Regions from separate parts of the Mus musculus genome. Here regions 2 and 3 are each linked to region 1. Evidence: chromatin contacts called from public promoter capture Hi-C data. All regions are on one chromosome and are shown on one strand. Each heading gives the region's core, a stretch centred on a gene start, on an enhancer-like site or on the middle of the called end of the contact. The rest is flanking DNA. Distances are from core to core; before and after follow the strand shown.

Evidence for each region. Capture Hi-C pulls out chosen DNA fragments and counts their contacts.
Region 2: a promoter capture Hi-C map of pancreatic islet shows a contact between it and region 1. The contact joins the promoter of Rerg here to the promoter of Erp27 in region 1. A contact is called at or near these places in 4 of 39 promoter capture datasets (the 3T3-L1 cell line, cranial neural crest, liver and 1 more), 3 of 484 Hi-C or Micro-C datasets (cortical neurons, palatal mesenchyme and uterus), 1 of 115 datasets of contacts at active chromatin or transcription factors (craniofacial prominence) and 1 of 9 other capture datasets (pancreatic islet).
Region 3: a promoter capture Hi-C map of liver shows a contact between it and region 1. The contact joins the promoter of Gucy2c here to the promoter of Erp27 in region 1. A contact is called at or near these places in 1 of 484 Hi-C or Micro-C datasets (stem cell-derived neurons), 1 of 115 datasets of contacts at active chromatin or transcription factors (memory CD8 T cells) and 2 of 9 other capture datasets (adipose tissue and liver).

What each region holds. Positions count from the first base shown.
Region 1 is chr6:136,920,557-136,924,388 of GRCm38.p6, forward strand. It overlaps Erp27 (endoplasmic reticulum protein 27), which reads right to left and starts at 1,624. Exons shown (of 7, transcript NM_026983.2): 1 at 1,473-1,624; 2 at 1,173-1,273. The coding sequence starts at 1,566. Arhgdib (Rho, GDP dissociation inhibitor (GDI) beta) reads right to left here. Exons shown (of 6, transcript NM_007486.5): 6 at 3,104-3,770. The coding sequence ends at 3,571.
Region 2 is chr6:137,167,573-137,171,404 of GRCm38.p6, forward strand. Rerg (RAS-like, estrogen-regulated, growth-inhibitor) reads right to left here and starts at 2,146. Exons shown (of 5, transcript NM_001164212.1): 1 at 1,908-2,146.
Region 3 is chr6:136,779,919-136,783,750 of GRCm38.p6, forward strand. It overlaps Gucy2c (guanylate cyclase 2c), which reads right to left and starts at 1,824. Exons shown (of 27, transcript NM_001127318.1): 1 at 1,472-1,824. The coding sequence starts at 1,688.

The sequences.
Region 1 (3,832 bases), core at 374-2,873:
ACACAAGAGTAAACCTACATCTCACTGAGCTAAAGGCCATGTGAAAGGAGAAGGGACGGTTGCTACTCTCGAGTCTGGGATCACAAGACAGAACTGGAGACTCGCTCTTTTGAAAGGAAGAGGGCATTCACTTAGAAGCTGTGGACATTTGTTGGAGGGCTCCCTGGTTTGTAATCTGGGCTTTGGAATTGAATTGCTCAAGGACCCGATGGCTCCATCTGGTGGTCTCTTGTGTTACTACACCCTTCTCATTCTTTGCTCTTTCCTTTCTGAAACTCAGTCCCTTAGCACCAAAACCGGACTCCTGCTGGCACCCCATCTCAGCCATTTCCAGCTGTGTACACGGAATGGACAGGGTGACTGTGGGTTGGAATCAAGGGATGGAAGTAGACAAGAATGTCTGAAGAACGGCTGGATTAGCTGTGAGGATTGCCATCTGCTATTAGCAGAGCGAGAGGGAAAGGCTGGGATGAGACCCTCTTGTGTGTGACTGTCTACGTGTTAGCCTACAGCCAATGAGGAAGCTGTCAGTTATCCTGTCACCTTCTTCAGTATTCGGAGAAGGCGAGAAAGACGAGTGAAGGCCTCCCTATTTTTTTTTTTTTTTTAGCACATCCTGTGAAAAGTGTTTCCAGGTTTTATTGGTTTGGCCTGAGTGTGTGGCATAGTCCTTTTAGACCACTACTCAGGAGGCTGAGGCAGGAGGATTGTCCATGTGAGAGAAGCACAGGCTACACTGCAAGTTCTAGGCTGGCCTTAGTTTTGAGACCCTATCTTGAATAATAAATTAATGAATAAACGAATAAAATTTAAAAGTGCCTCTACTTTCCCTTCCGCCTGTGAGCAGGGTTCTATGGGTCCAGACTCAGGGAGTTTAGGGCATTTAGGACAACGATGAGATTTGACTGACTCCCTGCTGACACCTGCTTTCTTTCAAAGTGTCCACAGGTAAGGAGATTCAGCCATGAGACTCAGAGACCCTGAAGCAAGCGAGTGAAAGACCTCATGCGGAGGGCAGACAGCTTTGAAACAAAAGAACCTTGGATGATAATCTGAAAGCAGAGTGTGTGCCCTCTCACTCCCAAATGTCACTAGCCCAACAGGCCCCTGGATTGACTACCTTAAAGCCAAGATGCCCGATTATGGGTATGCAGGTGGGGTGTATCACAAACCTGGAAGAAGCCTATGACTGCCACTTCAGCAGCAGCGATGAGTTCCACGGTGGCTGGGACGTCTGTGAGCCATATGGGTTCCTGGGTAGTGCTGAGACCATCTGCAGTGAGAGGAGAGGAAGTGTGGGCAATATGCATCTTAACCCAGAAGCGTCTGGAAAATTTCTAGTTTGGAATGAAAGCACGCATGGTATTTTCTCGAGTCCCTGTCCCTGTCTTTTCCTCATGGCAGCTTCACTGTGGCCACACCACTGCCCCACCCCCACCCCTTTTTTCTTTTTCTATTTTTCTTTCTTTTACCCGTGGCTTCTTCCACATCTGCTGTAACCTCTGGAACCAGCCCACACACGAGGACAAACGAGAGGATTAGGCATCTAGACCTGGTGATTTTCATTGTTGCTCTCTGGTGCCCACTGTAGATGTTGAGAGTGGGTGCCAATCCAGGACAGGCTGGTGAACTGAAGTGGTTGTGTGTTATAAGAGCTCTGGGAACCTTGCAGCTGACTCCAGGGGGGAACTTTCACCTTCTGTGATAAGTGGCTCACAGTGGAAGAGCTCTGGAACATATCCAGCCAGAAGGAAGTCGGGTCCGTTCATTTAAATAATAAAAAAAAATATGTAGGTACTCTATGCGGCTTATTGATTTAAGCAGTCTATAAATATGGCTGTGAGCTGACCCAGTGCCTCTCAGCTTACGTTTGTTTTTGTTTGTTTGTTTGATTGGTTGGTTTTGGTTTTTTGAGACAGGGTTTCTCTGTGTAGCCCTGGCTGTCCTGGAATTCACTCTGTAGACCAGGCTGTCCTCAAACTCAGAAATCTGCCTGCCTCTGTCTCCCAAGTGCTGGGATTAAAGGCGTGCGCCACCACTGCCCAGCTCAGCTTACATTCTTGATGGGAGAGGTGAACACAAAAATCCATGATTTAAACATGTATCAGAGAGTGGTAAAACACAGAAAAATTCATAGGCTGCTGTGAGAGACACGGGGAACTCTTAGGGCCATGTGGGATTTGATGGAGGATGTCTGCCTCGAAGTCGCTACAGACAGAGGCCTGGGCGAATAGGCTCTGGGCATCAAAATGTGGAACGGACTTGTGTTGCTTTTCCCTGCTGTGAGAAAATATTTTAAGTGACCAGAGCAACCTAAAGAAGGTGGGGTTTATTTTGGTTCCCAGTTTGAGGGTGCAGTCAATCACAGCAAGGAAGGCACCCGGCAGGGAGGAAGGCACCCTGCAGGAGATCGAGACGGCTGGTCACACTATACCCACAGTTAGGAATGATGATGAGGGATGGTGGTGTTCAGCCTGCTTTCTCCATTGTAATATGTCCCGGCACGGAAGGACACCACCCATAGGTAGGGTGAGTCTTCCCACCTCCATGAACCTAATTTAGAAACTCCCTCACAAGCAGGCCTCGGGGGCTCTTCTCCTAGGTGGCTCTAGAGTCTGTCAAGCTGATGATCACTATTAACCAATCACAAGGGATTTAACGGGGAAGAGCCAAAAATCTAGAGGTGAAAACAGAATGTGAAAGAACTTTAGTCACTGAGAATCATGGGAAGGAAGAGAGTGATCCGTGTGGAGACCATCTTGCGATAGGCCTTTATGTGACGTAATACAATGAAGTAGCGTTGACGCTTCCACTTCTTCATCAGTAGATGTTGGGAGCCCACGAAGCAGGAGACAGCCTGATTTGACCCACGAGTCAAGGCTAAGAAGAGGTTTCTACAGGCAGTGGGGTGTTCATCTCAATCTTAGATGAGGCCATTCTAAGAAAATATTACACAATCAATGAGATTTAGAATGTTCATCCTCTGTATTATTAACATTCACTGACCATTATATTGTGACAACCCGTTGGCAAAGACATACATATCCCCTGTACCATGGCTCTCATCCATACGCCCATGCATAAGACAACTCACAATGTGGGCTTTCTGGTACCATATTTATTTAAGGGCAAAGGAAAGCAAATGAGGTTCTCAGTCACACACACAACGATTTTATTCTTTTCCTTTGGTGTTGTTTACAGTGTCTCCCACAAAAGGAGAGCTCCCCTTGGCAGAGAAGACAACGGGGTTCATCGAACCGGAAGAACCCAGTGGCAAGAATAAACTTCTGAACAGAAGGCCAAGGAGGCGTCAGCCGGAGCTTGCCCATTTCTTGACCTTCAGGACTCAAGGTGGGAGAAGCCAGGGTTTTAAGTCTCATTTGCAGGGAACACTCTGAGAGATGGGGTAAGATAAAACATATTGGTGATGAAATGTGTGTGTGTGTGTGTGTGACAGAGAAAGGGCCTAGCTAGGAACAGGGAGGGAGGAGGGAGTTTGTGATGATCAACATGGTCGGGAGAACTCTTCTGGTGGGTGAGGAAGGTGACAGGAGGGACGGACAGACGCACTCATTCTGTCCAATCCTTCTTAATGGCCAGGTTCCATTCCCAGGTGAGGTGGTCCTGTTTGTCGTCATCCGTGAAGAAGGACTTGTTGTGGTAAGTGCCTCGGGCCAGCATGCCCTTGGGAGCTTCCTCTACTGGAGTGAGGAATTCGTACTCCTCTGGTCGGGGCCCATAGCTGCCAACCATGAATGTGGCTTTATCCACTGGGAAGAAAGAAAGGGCTATTAGTGTGAGAGTCTGGTGTCAGAAAAGAAACTAAAAATGG
Region 2 (3,832 bases), core at 896-3,395, 250 kb after region 1:
TCTGAGCCATTAACATGGGCCTCACACATTTCGGTGTGCAGGTTGCTAAGGTGTGGGTGCTCCTAAGCGAAGAAGAGGCAGGGGTTTAACATCTCCAGACAGACAACGGCAACTTTGTAGTCAGTCTCAAACTAAGATCTTAAATGTCCTACCCCATTCTTTGGCTATAGATGAAGTAAGTCCTTCTTTAGGTGCTGCCCTGTAACCCTAGCATTCGGGAGGCAGGAGTGTGTGTGTGTGTGGGGGGGGAGATACTGAATTCAAGACCAGCTTAGACTACATCATGAGTTCCAGGCTGGTCCACCTATAAGCAGACAGTGGGTCAAAACAAAATTCCTCATTTGTCATTTTATATATCTCCCTTCTATTTAAGGTTTGCATGTTGAATTTGTTTACTAGATTTTTTTTTAACTTACAAACAGCTGCTGGCTCTTTGAAACACAGAGCGTGCTTGTGTACGGAGCATCTGTAGACAATAACTTGCCATTTCATGCAAAAGTATCATCCCCATGCATCTAGAATCTGGCTATAGTCTTCATTTAAAGTAAGCATCAAAGTATATGTTTTTAAAGCCAAGTCAAATATTTCAGCAACTCCCCTTGGCCTCCGAAGCTCACGGGTCTCACATAGGAGAAATTAATTATGTTAGTTAAAGTGTCCCATTTGTGATGTCATAAAGTGTCCCCATTTATGACGTCATAAAGATCCAGCTGCTTAATGTCAGCCGCCTAATATGTTTAGGGAAAAGGGGGGGGCGATGCAACGCTGCCCTCTAAAGATGCCTTCACATTTTATTTCCCCATGAAAATTTGACGGAAACCATCAACGTGTCAATTGTTGTCATAGTAACCTACAGGCAAGTATCTGTTGAATTAACCAGAGACCTTCTATCCCTCAGATCTGAGGAAACTCAATGGTTCAAACACAGGAACTATTCCTGCCGTGGCCTGAAGTTCACTCTCGGAGCAGATTTGCTTTCCCGGAGGCAAAACCAAACAAGTTTCAAGTTTCCATCCTAAAATCACACCTAAATATTTAGGGGATGAAAGGCGTTGCTTTTCCGTATGCATGAAGTCATCAGAGGAAACATTAGAGTGAAGGAAAGACGTGTGTTGTTTCATTTGGTACTACTGACCAATCGTCGAATTCATTGACTCCCTCCACACTTAGGTGTATACTAACCAAAGAGGCTACCTGTGGGGACTCTGTTAGACCTACGACAATTGCGTTTCTAAAGCTTCATCCATCTGTTTATTTACTTAGCAAAAGGTTTTGCTCCTAATAAATCATTTCGCAGACTGTGTTTATCAAGGTCAGAGTTTTCCACTTCCTCTTGAGGCGAGTGGGGGCATCTTTATAATTACATTTTAATGCTTTTATGGCCTTCTAAAAAGAAAAAGAAAAAAAAAAAAAAGAAAGAAAGAAAGCAAAGCACAGCTGTCCAAGACAGCAGTGAATCCAGTCTGATGGTGGTGGAGTGAGATCGCTTCTCTCTGGGTCAGACCTCTCCTGAAATCAAGATTTCTCAGTTTCTCTGCTAGGAATTTTCCTTCATCTTATCACAAGGCAACAGCCACACCAAAGAGGTTGTGACTGCGCAAGCCCCCCGGCTGGCTCGCTACCCTGAGATCAACAGGTCCTGCAGCCAGGAGCAAGCCCACAGTGGGCTGCATGTTCTGCAGCTCACAGGCTCCACATAAAGAGCAGATGTCCCCTAATTCGGAAGGACGCCTTAGGCGCAGGACGCGCTGTCAAGCCTGGTGGCTGGCGTTCACATCTCTCAGGAGAACCCCAAAGTCGCCCTTAGGGAGGGACCCGGAGACCACCGGGACTCACCCAGGGGCTGAGCCCTCAGGGGCTCGTACCCTGTCCTCAGGGAGCCACCTGGACACGTGCGTGTCACTCACCTGTTCACTGTCCAGGCCGGGGAGACAGCCGCGGTCCTCTCCAAGTTCGCAATCCGCCCGCGGAGACTAGGAAGCTCTCCCACCCTGACCCACGCGGGCTACAGGAGGCGTTTGAGAGTTGGGGGGCCGCGATTGCGGTTGGGAGTCGCTGGGGCTGCAAGTGCGGTGCCCGGACGGGGTCTCTTCCCTCGCGCTCGCTCAGACTAGCAGCGCAGAGACTGCGGCAGGACGCGAGCTCCGGCCAGCCGCCGCTGCGCTCCGCCACCAAGATGCTGCAGTGAGGTGCCCGGGCGCCCCCTGCTGGACCAGTCTGCGAGCCGAGCGCCTCACAACCCAGCCTAGCTCAGCGCCAGGCCTGCAGGCTTCAGCTAAGTCCTTTCTTGATTAAAAAGCATCACTTACGCAGTGTTCTCTACGCCTTTTTTCAAAGGATCTTGCTAATACGCCCTGGGAATGTGTTCAGTTATCTTCATGATATTCGAGAGGAAGCAGAGGATTTTTAAAAAAGATAGAAATAAACGGGTCCAAGACTAGTAAATGGCTGGGAGAAAATCCGGAAAGGATCGGAAACAAATATACTTCCAAAGATATAAACACCAAATTTAACCGAAATTCATATTTGTATATATGAGAAAGTCCCCGGTGTGCTCTGTTCCCTCTGGAAGACCAGCATTTATAAGATTTGCTTTGGCGTCAAACCCCATCCCGTTCAAACCTCAACAAAGATAATTAACATGCATGCTATGCTAAGCTAAGCAAGACCTGCTTACATCCCCCATCTCCTTTGATATTCACCTCCCTGGAGGTAAGCATGGCTATTGTAATTGCTGGTCTTTCGGAGGGAAAGGAGAGCTTCTGAGAGGTTAAAGGATTCCCAAAGACGATGGTGGGCATGAACAAAGCAACAGGAAATGTCTATGCCTTTCTCCTTTTTCATTCCAAAGCTGGGTTTTCTTACCAGGGTATCTGGTGACTCACTGAAAGCGAGGCTAGGCAACAGGAGCAGGCAGGGGCCCAGGGCGATAGGAATAATCAGTGGAGCCACTCTGGTGGAAGAAAGTCTCTGCCCCGTGGAGGCAGAGACTTGGCAGGCAGGGTGGATGAAGAGGTTGGACTTGTGATAGCCTCAGCATGTGTCCTGATAACTCACTGAGAAACCTTTAACACACCACATCCAGCGTGAATTTCCAGATCCCCCCTCCCCGACTTCCTGGGGACCCCAGATCTGACCTACAGTGACACTCCCTCCCACATGCCCCAGCACCCTGCCAGTATTGGGCTTGCTTTGCATTCTCTCAAGTTTCTCCTTGTTCTGCTAACCCTTGACATTCCAGGGGCTGGAAGAGTGGGGGAAGAGTACTGTGTGTGCACCCATGCTCTCCCCCTGTTGCAGGGCCTGCTGCACAATGATCAAACGGATGCAACAAGACCATTTGAGACATGATACATCTAAATTGTTTATCCACTGAACTTGGAAGAGCTATTTAGTGTGGACTTGAAGACATGGGTCCCGTCCTTGAGAAACAGCGATTTCAGCATCTCGGAATACAAACGGTCTTAGAGCCTACAGTAAGAAGACAAATTATATTTGTAGACAATGCAAAATTCTATAAAATTCAAATTGTGTGGAATTTTATAGCATTAATATCGTCAAGTTTCAACCTACCTTCTTTTCCTGTCATGCTTTGTAGAGCAGTACTTGATAAAAATGTCTATAAAGATGATACATTTTAAATATATGATATTTGCAGTATCTATGATTTATGTCTAGGATAAAAATTAGAATATATATATAATGTATATACAATATATATGTATATACTTTTACAATGACTTAAGTCTGAGTTTCTATTATGCCTTTCCTATCCAATAGATCTCGCTGAAGAGGTCACAAGCTCACAAGCCAGGTTTCATGGGAGCAGCCT
Region 3 (3,832 bases), core at 574-3,073, 140 kb before region 1:
TAGTGTTCCATTGCTCTGTCTTAGTGAGAGGTGTAGTTAGTGGTGGGTCACTTGCAGTGGCAACATGATACACCCATAGGACTCAGGCAGAAGTGGATCTGCATCTTGCTTCAATGGATGTAAGGTGGTTTGCATCTGCTGTGACACCATTGTCCACCATGCCAACCCACAGAGCTGTGGTGACTAAAGAGATGGTGTGATGAGACATTCTCCAGAACTTGTCTAGCATGTGGCAAATTCTCAGGAAACAAATGGAGCCTCTATGAGATGGCCACGCTTAACACCCAGGCTAACAGACAGAATCTTAACCCAGGTCGAAGATCCAACTTCTTTACCACGGACCACCCTGTCTCAGCACACATGTGTGTGCTATATCATGCCCTCAGTAAACATGTGCATGTTATTACACAGCCTCTCAGTTCTACTTAGGTCTACATCAGACTGGCACATGTGCGTCTGAATCTAGTCTGGACACATCTGGGAAGATTACATGCATGCACAGAAGTAAATTCTTGTCACAAGGTTTTAGACAGAAGATTATTATATGCCACCTTTAAGACCAAAAGTAACCATTAAGATGTACCAAGTACCCAGTGACTCAGTAATTCTATTTGTGACAATGGAGTCTCTGGGAATGGAAAAGAACTATATATAAGAAAAAGGATCGTAGCACTGTAAAAAAAATAACCACAAGAAATTAAAAACGATTAGATATTTCTTGAGAAGAGAATTTTTAGATAATTGGGATGGTTTCTAGTCTAAGGGATTCATATGATGACTGAGGTAGCAATGTAGCCCTAAGAAAGTCATTTGCAGGATGATGTGTTGTGACAGAGAAGATGTAAAATCGTCCCTGTGCCATACTAATCACCAAGGTCTCAAAAACAAGACACCGAGAAAGAGTATTCAGGCAGTACAAAATTATTGCAGGCACTTGGTCCTTCTTTACGTGTTTTATGTCAAATTATAAAATTGATTTTTTTTTTACAAATAAAAGATAAGGTCAAGAAAGGCAACAATGAATTCAATCATAAATGTATAACCCTGTCTATATCTGACAGCGAGAGCCACGAGAGGCAGGGAGAGTCTGCACTGCCAGAGGGGAAAAAATCTTTCTATGAATAAGAGGTGTGGAGAAAGGTTCAGTATCTGTATGCCCAGGAGCCTTATGAAATTTCAGATCCAGCCCAAATCTTGCCTCTGAACGGCTACAGAAGGAGGCATGATGTCTACAGCTGGCCAGAAACCCAGATTTAAGTAGGGCATGTCACTGCTGTGAGCACTTTACCTTTTCTTCCAGCAGGGTGGGGTGGACCACAGCTCACTCCAACCCCTCTCCCCGGGAAGGAAAGAGAATGGAGTTCTGAGATGAATTTAGAGGAGTTTGGGTGATTGGGCAAAGTCTGCGAGGTCTCTGCCTTGAAGCAAAAGGTCGTACATAGCAAGAAGGAGTCCTTTCCCATAGTCTTACCGGCTTCACGCAGGCGCTTTCGCACTATGTCCAGTCCTTCCTCCACAGCCTCCCTCAGGTTTTGCATAGGTTCTTTGTAGGCTGAGTTGTCCATCATCAGGACGCTGATCTCGTAGCTGCCATTGCGGCAGTTCTGCCTCACCTGAGAGGCCCAGAACACCATCAGCGCGGGCTGGAAGAGCAGTAACCGCACAGCCAAGCCCAGCAGTGACGTCATGACCTGGCTCACCGTAGCACCATGCCCCCCTGGATTGCTCGCTTTTAGAGACACAGGGAGCCCCTCTGGAGAGTCGCTAGCAGAGTCCCTTGGTCTTCTCTTCCCCACGCACCTTTCTGGTCTTGCCACACTGGTCACACGGGCCGTGAGACTCAGCCTGGCTGCCAGTAATTAGCAGGCACATTATGGTAGGAGGTAAAGCAAAGTTCACTTTGTGTGTTTGCACACAGAAAGGTCAGAGCTATAAACGACAGGATTACCAGGGCCTCATCCAATAAAAATACACCCGTTTGTGACACATCACTGGGAAGAGGGAAGAGAAGAAGGGAGCAGTATATTTTACATATCAGGCTTTATGAAATGGAAAATAAAGGTCGAAGGGCTTACGGCAAGCACAGCAGTGACAGCCCATTAGTACTTCAGCTTTAGCTGCACAACAAAACACAAGCGTCTACTAGGATGAGCTGCGCATCTGCGGTCCAGCCAACCTCCATCTATCAGCTCTTCACTACGGGTTGGATGGTAGCAAGGCTCTGGGGACACAATCACCAACGGTGTGGATGCATGAATGTCCGCTTGGATCACACGTTCATTCTAACGGGATAGACGAACATCAGATGAATGAAGAGCTAAGGTCAACAATGGAGAAAAGAACAGAGCACAGTGGGCATGCAGGGGAAAGTCAACATGAGTCCAGAAGTCAAGGAAGTTTCCCGGAGAGCATAAACGTCCCTAAGCTGAGCTCTGGAGGATAAACGGGCGTTGGCTGAGTGGGAAGGAGGACGGCAGTGTTAGGCAAGAGGATGGATTGTGAAAAGACAGAGGTGGGAAAGGGTGAGGTATATTTGAGGAAACAAGGGATACAGCTTGGTTGACATGCTGTGGCGTCGGGTGGTAACAGAAGGCATCAGAGGACTAGGCAGAGGTATGACAGGGACTGGGAGTTCGGACTATATTCTAAAAGTCAGAAAGAGCACTTGACATGGTCAATTTTTATTTTTTCAATTTGTGATCTGAGGATTTAGCTTAGTCCCCCACGTAAGTCAAATGACTTCTAAACAATGTATGTGTGTTCATATCATGGTGCACATGTAGAGAGAGGTCAGAGGGCAGCCTTGAGTGTCAGCATTAATGTTCTACCTTGAGACAGAGTCTCTTGTTCACAGCTGTTTGTGGTAAACTCACGCATCTGGGTGGGATCTCCAAGGAGTCTCCATTCTCCCCCTGAGGCCGTGCTGGGATTCCATTTGTGTGCTACTGCATCTGACAGTATGTGGAGTCTGGGATCCAGGCTCAAGTTCTCACTCTTGCGTGGCAAGCTCTCTACTTACTGAGCCAGTTCCACAGCTGGTCACGTGACTTTTGAAAAGCCCACTCACGCTGTCAAGGAAGAAATGTCCCGGAGAGAGGCAAACAAAATCAGAGCCTTTATATAAGGCTTCTGTTTCTATGGTACCCGTGAGTCAAAGCGGGGAAAGGCAGAAGCAGGAGATGGGCTCAAAAGGTCTAAAAAGAGAATCAACGGGACCTGGTATTTTCTTGAATTTGAGATCCCAGGGAGAGGGAGGACTCAAGGGTGATGCCCAAAGGTGTTTGCTGATAGTTAAAATCCTGAAAGTCCGCGGGTTTAAAAGATAACGACTTCCGGCTTGGGACAGGTGGATTTGGTATCTGCCTGTGCAGCTGCGAGAAGAGGACCTGTACTTAACAGGGGGTTTAGGAGTTCAACAGAGGCACTGGCTGGTGGGTCGGACTTCATTGTTTTCAATGTTGACTTCCAAATGTGAAAACTGAACGAGTTAACTGGCATGACACATCTTTCATGGAAGTAATTTAAACCGCATTTTCAACCTTCCCAAGCAAAGTATTGGAACCATGGGGGAATCCGACCAATCTAAAGAGAAGTAAGGTCCCCGCCCCAAAGGAATCTATACGATCTACATTTCAACCCCTCCCAACGTCACTTGAATGGCCTTTCTGGGGTGTCTATTTTCTAGCTGGTGGTATCCCCCTTTGCAGGACCCCAAGGGGATGGCCTTCAACAGAACACAGCTTTTGAACAGACCCTGAGGGTGACTACAGGTAGGAGTTCTGCCTCTTGGCATAGAATTGGGACCGTCTGGTTCCTTTGCCTCAGCCTAACT